Regions from separate parts of the Mus musculus genome. Here regions 1 and 3 are each linked to region 2. The links are chromatin contacts, called in public Hi-C and promoter capture Hi-C maps. All regions are on one chromosome and are shown on one strand. Each heading gives the region's core, a stretch centred on a gene start, on an enhancer-like site or on the middle of the called end of the contact. The rest is flanking DNA. Distances are from core to core; before and after follow the strand shown. Region 1 holds the start of Irf4 (interferon regulatory factor 4). Region 2 holds the start of Agtr1a (angiotensin II receptor, type 1a). Region 3 holds the start of E2f3 (E2F transcription factor 3).

The links. Promoter capture Hi-C pulls out the DNA fragments that hold promoters and counts their contacts. Hi-C and Micro-C count contacts between places; a contact is called where the count stands out from the background.
Region 1: a contact with region 2 is called in a promoter capture Hi-C map of the SN4741 cell line, with 2.6 times the contacts expected there. The contact joins the promoter of Irf4 here to the promoter of Agtr1a in region 2. A contact is called at or near these places in 2 of 39 promoter capture datasets (the SN4741 cell line and stem cell-derived epiblast-like cells).
Region 3: a Hi-C map of uterus shows a contact between it and region 2. The contact joins the promoter of E2f3 here to the promoter of Agtr1a in region 2. A contact is called at or near these places in 5 of 39 promoter capture datasets (erythroid cells, hippocampal neurons, liver and 1 more), 2 of 484 Hi-C or Micro-C datasets (cardiomyocytes and uterus) and 2 of 9 other capture datasets (adipose tissue and pancreatic islet).

The regions. Positions count from the first base shown.
Region 1 is chr13:30,747,659-30,751,078 of GRCm38.p6, forward strand. Irf4 (interferon regulatory factor 4) reads left to right here and starts at 1,575. Exons shown (of 9, transcript NM_013674.2): 1 at 1,575-1,637; 2 at 2,890-3,137. The coding sequence starts at 2,922.
Region 2 is chr13:30,334,954-30,338,545 of GRCm38.p6, forward strand. Agtr1a (angiotensin II receptor, type 1a) reads left to right here and starts at 1,403. Exons shown (of 3, transcript NM_177322.3): 1 at 1,403-1,636.
Region 3 is chr13:29,983,926-29,987,468 of GRCm38.p6, forward strand. E2f3 (E2F transcription factor 3) reads right to left here and starts at 2,138. Exons shown (of 7, transcript NM_010093.3): 1 at 1,375-2,138. The coding sequence starts at 1,743.

The sequences.
Region 1 (3,420 bases), core at 325-2,824, 410 kb after region 2:
TGGCTGAGGAAAATGTTGAAACCGCCTAAGTCAAGGTAGAAGACACGTGTGTCTAAGTGAAAAAAAGAAAAAAGAAAAAAAAAAAAAACCAAAAACCTCGGGTTGGCTGCTTCTGTCCTTAGTCTGTGCACGCTTTGAAGAAATGTAATTCCTCAGCAGCAAGGCTGTGCTATCTGAAGCTACAATCTCTGCTTTGCTCCGAGGTGTGTCTCTGGTGACCGGGATAGTTCCCGACAGACAGAAGGTGTTCAAAGAATATTTTTGAATGAATGAAACCCCAAAGGAAGAAGAGGGGAAAATGGGTGTGACCAAAATTTTCTTTGAACGAAACTCTGTTGTTTACTACCAGGGCTCTGACAATGGAAAACTAATTGGGGTGAAAGAACGACATGGCATCCTGTTAATTTCTGAGAAAGCCTGTTGATGTTAGGAAAAAAAAACATGCCGGTGGGCATCTCTGCACCAGTTTTCCTGTGGCCAAAATCAGATGTTTCTCCTAAAGTCCAGAACCCAGGATGGAAGATTAAAAGAAAAACTGAGAAACATGTGAAATGAAAAAGTTGTCAAATCTTTACAAACGCTCCAAGTTGACCTGTGGTGGTGGTAATCTAAAATGATACAGAAACTGGTAGTCTGCTTGCTTACCTGAAAACACCAAGATAACATATAAGCTCCAGGCATCCAAGCTGAGCTGGAGAAAGTCAGCGGCAAAAGCTCATGGAGTTTACATATGAAGGTCAAAGAAAACACGAAAATAAAGTAAAACCTTCAGTCAGCCTAGCTGTTCTATTTGGGGCATTGGTACCTCACCGGCAACTGCCTCCCACGAGGCTGAGGTTAAAATTATCATTTTAAGGTGAATTGACATCCGGAAGCGCGCTAACTACCTGAGTACTCAGGGATCCCCCATCTCTTTTATGTTGCCATGATTGAAACTTTGGGGACTGTGCTTGTCTGAGTCATCTCAATTCGTCGGTTTCATTCACCCAACATGTATAAGCGTTTCAAACACAGTATTTGGGCCACGGCTTATAAACTTGCCTTTCTATTTTTCTTTTTAGTGAGCGTGATATTCTCTAAACGCTCAGAGAGACAAGACTCCGCTTTGCCCAAGGATGCTCCCGACCTCTCTCAGTCTATCTCTTCTGTCACATGCTGTGAGAACCAAGTTCCCTGTGCTCCAGACTCTCCATCACTTCCCAACCTGGCCATGAGCAGTTAGTAGTTATCAGCTATGCTCAGTGCAGATTCCAGTATCCCCTTTGCATGCCTCCACCTTCACAGGAACGGGCCATACCGACTTGTCCCATCCGGTTGAGGATTTCTGAGTACATCAGAGTCCCCAGCCCCCTCCACAGGAGGAGCTGAAGAAAGCCAGGGTTTGTCTGAAGTGGGACAGCCCTTGACCCGGTGGGCTCTAGTCCGAAGCTCCTGTTCCTGCGGGACACCCAGGCACAAGGCAGAGGTGGGGGGCGGTCCTGGGTATGGGCAAGCCACGCCCTCTCAAGGCGGGGCCGAAGCGCCCGCCCTGCACTCCGCCTCCGGCTCTATAAAGTTCCTCTTTCTCACCTCACTTTCCTAGTTTCACCACTTGAACTTGGGACCCTTTGCTGCCCTCAGCTAAGAGTGCGGGTGAGGTAAGGCCTGTAGTCGGGCAGAAGGAGGAGTGTGAGGCTGGTGGCAGAGGAAGCCTGGCTTCCATCTCTGAGCCTGAGGGAGAATGCTGAGATAGCGGACCCAGGCTCCGCTCATCTACGCTGCCCTAGGACCTGTGCACTTCGGGTTTTGTATGAAGCTGTTTGGGTGGGAGTTCCAGAACATCCCCCACGGGCTGGGCGGGACGAGCTAATGGGACTGTGGTGTCATCAAAGGATCGCACTGGCCACAGCTTGTCCTCAGAGGGACAGCCTCTGACTCTCTCTGCTCCAGTGGAAAGCTCCTTTCCAGCCCTGGTTCCTAAAGGACCCAAACTCATCTAGGGCTCCAGAGCGTGATTCCTAGGCCGGGCAGCCAAGAAGAGCTGAGAGCTCCAAACTTAGGGTGCTCAGAGCCCCTTTCCCCGCATGCCCCTTCTTCACTTCTCTGGCAAGAGTGCTAGTGTTGCTGTCCGCAGCACCCCTTATTCCCAGCCTCGGCTTCATTCCTGCCAGGGTTCACGCTGACATTCTGCAGGTTGGAATCTCCTGTTTCTTGGCTGCGCTGCTTGCCCCATAACCAGACTTCCACTTGTTGCTTCCAGGACCCACGTGATGGTCTCTGGTTGGGTAGGCCTGGGGTTATTCCGAGGACAAAGTAAGGGTGTCATAGAAGAAAGTCAAGAGAGTAAGCTAGGTACCGCAAACCTGCATGGCAGGGACACAGGACCTGGACAAGGGCTAGTCCATGTGCCAGGTCCTTTTCGCCTGGGGCAGCCAGGGCAACCTAAACCCAGGAAGGGGCAAGTGTAGAAACAGTGAGGGAAAAGTGGGATGAAAGCTACTTGGATCCAGCACAGAGGGACGAGTGAGCAAAGTGAGCGCCCCAGCGTGGCGCAAGACTTGGGATCTGCAGAGAAGCTGTGTAGCTAGGAGCTTTCAACGGAGCGTGTTAATGTAAATGTAAATGAAGAAATTACCTAATTTTTTTAATAAAAGAAAGAACAGACAGGCAAAAAAAAAAGGAGGAGGAGGAGGAGGAGGAGGAGGATGGTGCGCGCCAAGGGATGCTCTCTATACCTTCGTCAAAGTACCTTCTCTTGGGGGACTTCGGAGACTCTGGCACTGCACCCGAGCACCTTGGCAGCCTCAGAGACTCGGGGCCTCGTGGGCACTGCAAGAGTTTGGGACGGGGCTTCCTCCCGCCTCCAAAGTGATGCGAAGGTAGTTGCAGGGAATGTGTGTCTCTCCTCAGCGCACAAGCCCAGGAGGAGGTCCGCACGCGTCATGAACTTGGAGACGGGCAGCCGGGGCTCAGAGTTCGGCATGAGCGCAGTGAGCTGCGGCAATGGGAAACTCCGACAGTGGTTGATCGACCAGATCGACAGCGGCAAGTACCCCGGGCTGGTGTGGGAGAACGAGGAGAAGAGCGTCTTCCGCATCCCGTGGAAACACGCGGGCAAGCAGGACTACAATCGTGAGGAGGACGCTGCCCTCTTCAAGGTTAGCAGCATTCAGGGATCCCTGGGCAGGGGTGGGGGTGGGGATGGGGAATCTGAAAGCTCTGAATGTCTGTGGCTCCCGGGCAAGGGACTAAGAGGTGGGCTCCTGCAAGGAGGAGGCCAGAGCATCAAGCATTGGACCCTGCTTAGGCAAAGTCCCCAGGAGAAGGGAAAGAGGTTGCAAACTCTCCGGGGATTGCATACACAAGAAACCAGGTCCCAATACTGTTTGTGTGGAGGAAAGAACTTCCAGCTTCAGGGGCATCTCTGGGGGACCGAGGTTC
Region 2 (3,592 bases), core at 153-2,652:
ACAGCCACATCATAGCAGAGACTGAGCTAAGTTGAAGCCTCTAGGAGGGCTGGGCACTCTGTGACGCACACAGGGTGGAAAGATAGGGCTTCTTACCCCTGAAGCCTTAGGGCTTCTTCTCTTCATGGGGCTCAGGTGAGAGAGCTGCACCCTTTTCCAGTCTTGCCAGTCCAGTGTGCTGTCACTCCTGGTTTCCCAGATTTGATATTAACCTCGGCGTGTGTGGCTATAGTCTCCATTTACTTCGATTGTTTTTTAAGTAGCGGGGCATGGGGCGTGGGGTGGGGGTGGGGGCTTTCTGCCTTAAGAAATAAATTGTTAATCTATCTGTGCCATGTAGCTGGTGACAGGCAGATGATGTTTATGTGCACATCAAGGTGCGAATTCTACTTCTGCATTTTCACTTTAAGTGGAGTCAATGCTGCTTGTAAAATACAAACTCTGCAGTCGAAAGCCATTGTTTTGCACAATGTCGAGTAATTCAGAGCAGGGCACATCATGGTCTCAATACCTTTATTTTTCCACTGGATTTGAATCGCTAGCACTTCATTAGGATTTGCATCTCCATCCATAGAAGCTGTTAGTCTGAAGTTGGCTTGTACTGTGTTGCCTGAGTTTGGTATCAGAGTAATTCTGGCCTCGTGATACACTGCAGAATGTATTTCCCCTTTCCTTTCCTTTCCTTTCCTTTCCTTTCCTTTCCTTTCCTTTCCTTTCCTTTCCTTTCCTTTCCTTTCCTTTCCTCTCCTCTCCTCTCCTCTCCTCTCCTCTCCTCTCCTCTCCTCTCCTCTCCTTTCCTTTCTCTCTTTCTTTCCTTTCTCTCTTTCTTTCTTTTCTTCCTTCCTTTCTTCCTTCCTTCCTTCCTTTCTTTCTTTCTTTCTTTCTTTCTTTCTTTCTTTCTTTTTTTCTTTCTTTCTTTCTTTCTAATTTAGAATTGAGTTCATTTTGTTCTCAAATATTTTGTGCTATTTTTTTGGCAGTCTGTTTTTATTTTAAAATAAATGCAGCTTGAGCCACGTGTAAACTAGGAGGAACTGATAATCTTTTATTTTACAACTCTGAAATTAATCCATGCCATATGTAATCCACAGCACAGGCCTCAAATTTTGAGTCAGCCACAGCGAAGAAAGGGAGTTCCTTAATTCATCCTTAAAATTTTTCCAAGATTTTTTTTTTCTTCTTTCTAAGTGAAGCATTTATCTTGGAGTCAGTTCATGTGGCCTTACGCCCACCTCCCTCCATCTTCAACACTTCAGGCTGGGATGTGGGATTCAGGACCAGCTGAGCTTGGATCTGGAAGGGCACATCGGTGACTGGCAGCAGGGAAGACTCCGTCAGAAACTGGAGAGGGAGAGGGTTGGACAGAGGGTCTCGGGGCGGGGCGGGGCGGGGCGGGGCGAGGGAGGAGTGCAAAGCCTTAGGGTTGGAACCTGCGGAGTAGCAACGTCCCCCTAGGCTATAAATATGGAAGTGCCTCGCTGCTGATCGCCAGGCAGTTGGGAGGGACTGGATGATGCTGTCTGGCCGGAGAGGACTCGAGGCTTGAGTCCTGGTCCACGGGTCGCTGGGGTGGGTCGCTGGGGTGGCTGAAGCCAGTACCAGCTCTGCGGCTCTCCCAGCTCTGCTGCTCTCCCGGGTGAGTCCTAGCCCAGGCGTCCCGCCAGCGTGGTGATCAGGGGCGGGAGTGGGTAGGTTCCTTGTCACCACATCTGAATCTAGAGTACTGGGCACGGAGGACCCGGGGGACCCAGGGGAGCGAGCTCACTCCCGGCCAGCGGAATGAGCCTGGAGGGGGCTGCCCTTCACCGGATCAGGTGGGAGGAAAGTGCGCTCGTTTGCAGCGTGGTCCAAAGGAGTCATAATGTTTTGATCAAACTCTTCGAGTACAGGCTAGAAATCTACAGAAATGTGAGGCAAGCAAGTCAGTTTTCCGCCGTGCTTTTAAATAACTGTTGTATTTTAGCTGTGACCTGAATTTAACCGTAGCCTGTATGACCGCGGGGCCAAAATCTGAAGTTGTGCTACTTTGAGCTTAAGTTAAGATTGTCCCCAGCCTCACCTTTGTTTGCCAATGACCCTGCACTGCCTTCTCTCCTTCTTCTCAGTGCGGGTTCTACTAGTGGATCATCAGTATCACATAGATGGTAGTGGGGCCAAACGCCATAACCACAGGTGTTCCCAGCCAAGCTTTGATACTTCAGTCAGAAGTGGGGAGAAGCTGGTGGCTGCATCTCAGCAGGCTGTCTTGGCCTGTAGTCCTCACTGGATTTCAGTGGCTCCGATTCAGTACTGAAGCGAGCGAGCGAGAGCAGGGCTCTCCACTCTTCTACCTCATTTCACTTTCTTGAGAAACCTTTAGGCCAGTGTCTCCGCAACCTCAGACTATGGTGGTCTCCAGAAAATTTAAGCCAATCCTGCTCAAGACTTCACCTGCTCCCTGTCTTTGGTTAAGCACAGGAGAATAGGCTACGGGTGTCCATGTTTGCCCATGTCCTTAAGCATAAAGACCCACCATCAACTCCAGGGAGACGTCTTTTTTTTTTTTTTTTTTTTTTTCAGGAAAATTTGGGCACTCTGTGTGCCCTGAGGTCTCATTTGGAAGTCGACAACATTAATTTCCTCCTGTGTCGTTCCAGGAAAAGAGAGAGAGAGAGAGAGAGAGAGAGAGAGAGAGAGAGAGAGAGAGCAGCCTCACAGCCTGCTCTCTGCAGTCAGTAATCATTGTTTCCCTTTTCAAGGTACTTCATTCCTAAAGCGATTTTCTTGAGAGTTACCGCCACCGAGTCCCTGTATTTATTGCCCCTAAGCAAAAGCCTTAACCCACTTTACAAATATAAGGACTCCAAGAAGCTTGTTTTAGTGTTTTATCTCCTTGGTTTAACCACAAACAAACAAACACTACCTGTCCTGTTTGCTTATCTCGGAAGTCTTTTTGGAGCCATTAAGGCCCCACTTGGACGGTCACTTCTCCATCAATTTCCTGCTAATGCCCAGGAACCCTCCTTGTTCTTACCCTGAATTAGCTGCGCGATATTAAGAGTGCTTTTATTTATCTAACAATTCTGAGTCTCTGGTCACTGCACAGAAGGTCTCTTACAGTCTTTTAAAACCTCGATACTTTCTGGTTTTTGGTTATTGCTGACTACATAAAAGTCTAGACTGGTTACCTTATTATCCCATGATAAAAGTCTTCGAAACTGTTAACATCTCTGGTTAAATGTTTCTTAGTGAGAGGTCCACAGGTCTATCCTCAAATCACAGGTGACAATTCCTATAATGTATGATATATACTGCTTGAGGTTTAGGGAGGGGCCTCAAGTTGTAAGGTGTTAAAATTGACTGACTTTTCTGAGCCCTTCTTCTCTTCCTGGATGCCTTGTTTTTGTTGGTGGTGTTGGCTTATTTTCCCCTTTACAAGGTTTTAATTTCTAGTTTTACTCTTCCTTGGAACTCAGAGAACATCTAACTAACTAACTAACTAACTAACTAACTAACTAACTCTGCATCCACCACCTTAGAAGAGAGTGGGTTTTCTCTTATGTGAAAACCTGTTATCCAGAGATTTACAAAATGTTTGCCCATCACAGTATCT
Region 3 (3,543 bases), core at 888-3,387, 350 kb before region 2:
CTCCCGCCCCGGGGCTCCTAGAAGCGGAGGCCGGGGATTTACTTAGTTAGATTTTTCTTGCTTACTCATTTCCCTCAAGCACCCAACCCCCCGTTCCCACTCCAAAACCCCGCTCCGTCGCCTACCCTCCGGCTCGGGCCCCCCGGGGATCCCGGGTCCCCGCGGCGGTGGCTCGGGCCCCCGCGCGGTCCAGGTCACTAACCTGCTGCTGTAAGGGCATTTCCGAAAGCAGCCTGGCTCCGGGGGAGGTGGGGGGCCGGCTGGAGAGGGGGCCCGAGGCCGAGTGGAGCGGCGGCGCCGGGCGAGGGCGGGCGCCGTGGGGGGGTGGGGACGGGAGAGGGAGGGTGGCGGTGCCGGGTGCGAGGGCGCCGGGACCGTCCCAGGCCTGGGAGCCGGCGAGCAGGAGGAAGTGGGTGCCCCCTCTCCCCCTCCAGCGCCCCCTCCCGCCGCCGCCTCCTCCCCAGTCACAGGCGCGTCCTCCGCGCACGTGTGCGAAACGTCACCGGCGGGTCCCGGAGAGAAGGGACAGATCCTGGCGGCGGGACGGGAACCCGGCTGCCCCCGCCCTCCGTCGCCGGGGGGGCGGGGAGGGGGACAGGGCGGGGAAGGAAGGGGCAAGGGGAGAGGCGGGTCAAGGGCAGGCCCGGGGCCCGGAGAGCAAGGCCCCAGCGCTCCGGCCACGCGGGCGCCGCCGCTGCCACCGCGGAGATGCGCCCAGGCCGGAGCACCCGCCCGCCGGCCCCTTGTCGCAGACAGCGCGAGCCCTGGCCCACCGGGGCTCTCAGCTCCACCTCCCCCACCGCGATACCCGTCCACCTCCCAGATCCCCTTTGTTGCCTGGAGCTAGGTCCCCAAAGGTGCCAGGCACTGGCGCCCCTGCGCTCGGAGCACGCCTGCGGGACCCCCAGTCGCCCAGGGGCAGCAGAGACAGGAGAGGAGGCTTGCACGCCTCGGGTCCCCCAGTTTACATCCTCTGGGGTCCCCCACTCTCCAGTGCACTACTCCCTCCCCCACCCCCTTCTCCATCCGGGGCGTGACCCCTTCCTACGCCCGAGAAAGAGGAAGCTTCGAGTTGCAAGGGAGGGGAGAGTGGGGGTAGGGAAAAGTGCAGGAAAAGAAGTGGAGGGGGGGGGGGCGCGAAAAGTTTTGGAGTGTTGGATGTGGTTCTCAAAGAGGGACTCCCCACTGCCCCGCGTGCCTGCCCAGGCCCCCACGTCCTCCCAACGTCCGCAGGAAAGCACCCCGAGTCTAACAATAAGCACACGCTGGAAGGGACAGCAACGAGGCCCACGATGCTCAGCCTCGCGCTCCCGCCGCCACCGCTCCCGGGAGCCCGCCTCCCACCTGGGCTAGGGACGCTGAGGAGGGTATTACCGGTGGGCCACCGCCGCCGCCGCGTCCTGGTGCTGGTGGCTGCTGCAGCAGCCCGACTCTGCTGGAGGGTCCTTGTGGCGTGGTGTAGAGGCTGCTGGCGGCCGGCTCCGTGCCGGGGACACTGGGGAGAAGGGGGCCGGCGGTCAGGGCGCCACTTTGGAGGGAGGTGGCACAGGACGTGGTGGAAGGGTTCGTAGTGAGGATCTGGATGTACGTGCCCGGGGCGGCGGCGGCGGCGAAGCCGGGGCTGGCTAGCAGTGCCCTTTTGTCCATGGAGGCTGCAGCGGCGGCGGCGACGACAGCCGCCCCCTCCCCACCCCCGGCGGTCACCAGGTACTGCTCCAGGGCGGGCTGGATCCCCTTTCTCATCTCTCGCTCCTGCTCTTTTTTAGTGTTACGATATATTAACGTATTGCTTTCAATTTCTTTTATTATTTGCAGCCGGAGTTTCCAAGTCTCTCCTTCTCGCCTCCCCTCCCGGCGCTTCCGAACCCTCTCTCTCTCTTTTCTTTTTATTTTTCCGCACCGCACAGGCCCCGGGGGCCAAAAATAATCGGGGGTCTGGAGAGAGGAGGGTCCCGGCCGCACGGATATCAGGCCCCGAGGAGGGATGGAGGCGTCGGGGGCAGCCGATGCAACGGATTGCGAGGCGGTGGCGGCAGCCCGGGTGCTGCGGCCGGCAGCTGAAAAATGGCTCCAGGAAGCTGCTGCTGACAATGAATGAAGGGATACGGTTTACGCGCCAAGGTCCTCCCGCGAAACTCAGATTTCCCGCCGGCTTTTCAAACCATATTTGCATATCTCCGCCCCTCAACCCGCCGAGGACTGTTCCCACAGTCCATTGGATCCCTGTCGCCTTACTTCGGTACCAATCCTGGAGCGAGGTCGCCACTGGCTGTTTTCCATTGGCTGCCATACACCATGGTTACCGGGGTGACCCGGGCTCTATTTGCATAGAGCAACCTGACTGGCTGGAAGCAGAGCAGGCTTCTTAGGAGGTGGGGCAAAGTCCTACTCTCCCACGGAAAGCCACGCCCATTCCAGGCCCCTCCCTCGCTCCTACCCGCGGGGCTGGCTCTGATGACCTGGGCAGGGACTCTGCCTCGCAGACTCAGTGTGGATCTAGTCTTGAGCGCAAGTTTCGGTTTTGGAAATTGTCAAGGTGACACCCTCAGGGACTTTGTTTCCTGTAACCAAGCAGTGTAGTAAATGAAGAACTGGTAGAAATTCCCCTAAATATGTGTCAAAGGCAAGTTGGACCCGGCCTGGCAGGTGGAAAACTGAGCCCTTTAAATCCTGGGTTTCTTCCTTCCTGAAATCCAACCAATGACGTGAGAGCGGATCCGGAGGCCAAGGCTGATAGACAGAAGCATGTGGGCAGACAGAACCGTGGGGGTAGAAGGTTCAGCTGACGCGACTGCAGGCACACTTTAGTTCATATTCCAGATCATTCCTGGCAGCTTCATGATTAGCCCGATTTCGATTTAAGTAAAAATTAACTCTTTGTTCAGTGAACTCTGACTACAAGTATAGGTTTGAGTCTAACAAGCACCCTCTCTGGCCCAGAAACACCCAGGGGAGTTAATCAGGGCTAACCTAGAACTGATCCGCGGGTTTTTAATCCGCCATGCAGTAATCCAAAGTAGTACAGGCTTTTATGGTGACGTGGGACTTCCAGTGAAAGCTGCCTGCACTCAGCTCTTTACAGCCTCATACGCCAGGAAATTCTTAAGCAAACAGCAAACACTACAACGCAAACCTAACCCGATATGTTTTAAAAGAGGAGAAAAATGTATGCATATATATGTATATATGGAAATCAGAAAATGTCAAGGAAAATGAAATCGTCGAACTGGTTTCTATATTAAAGTAAATACTCACGGATCTTTAAAATGAGCATTGTGGGGCTGGAGAAATGGATCAGTTACTTACATAAGTGAGGGGACCTATATTTGATCCCCAATACTCACATTTAAAAAGCTAGGCATGACCGCGTGTATCACTAATCCCAGAACTGGGAGAATGAGACCTGAAAACTCATTGGGGCTTGATGGTCAGCCAGTGAAGCCAGTTGGGAAATTCGAGACTCACTGAGCTATCCTATTCTGAAAACTCAGGTAGAGAGCTACTGAGGGAGACATCTGAGGTTGACCTCTCTGGCCTCCACAG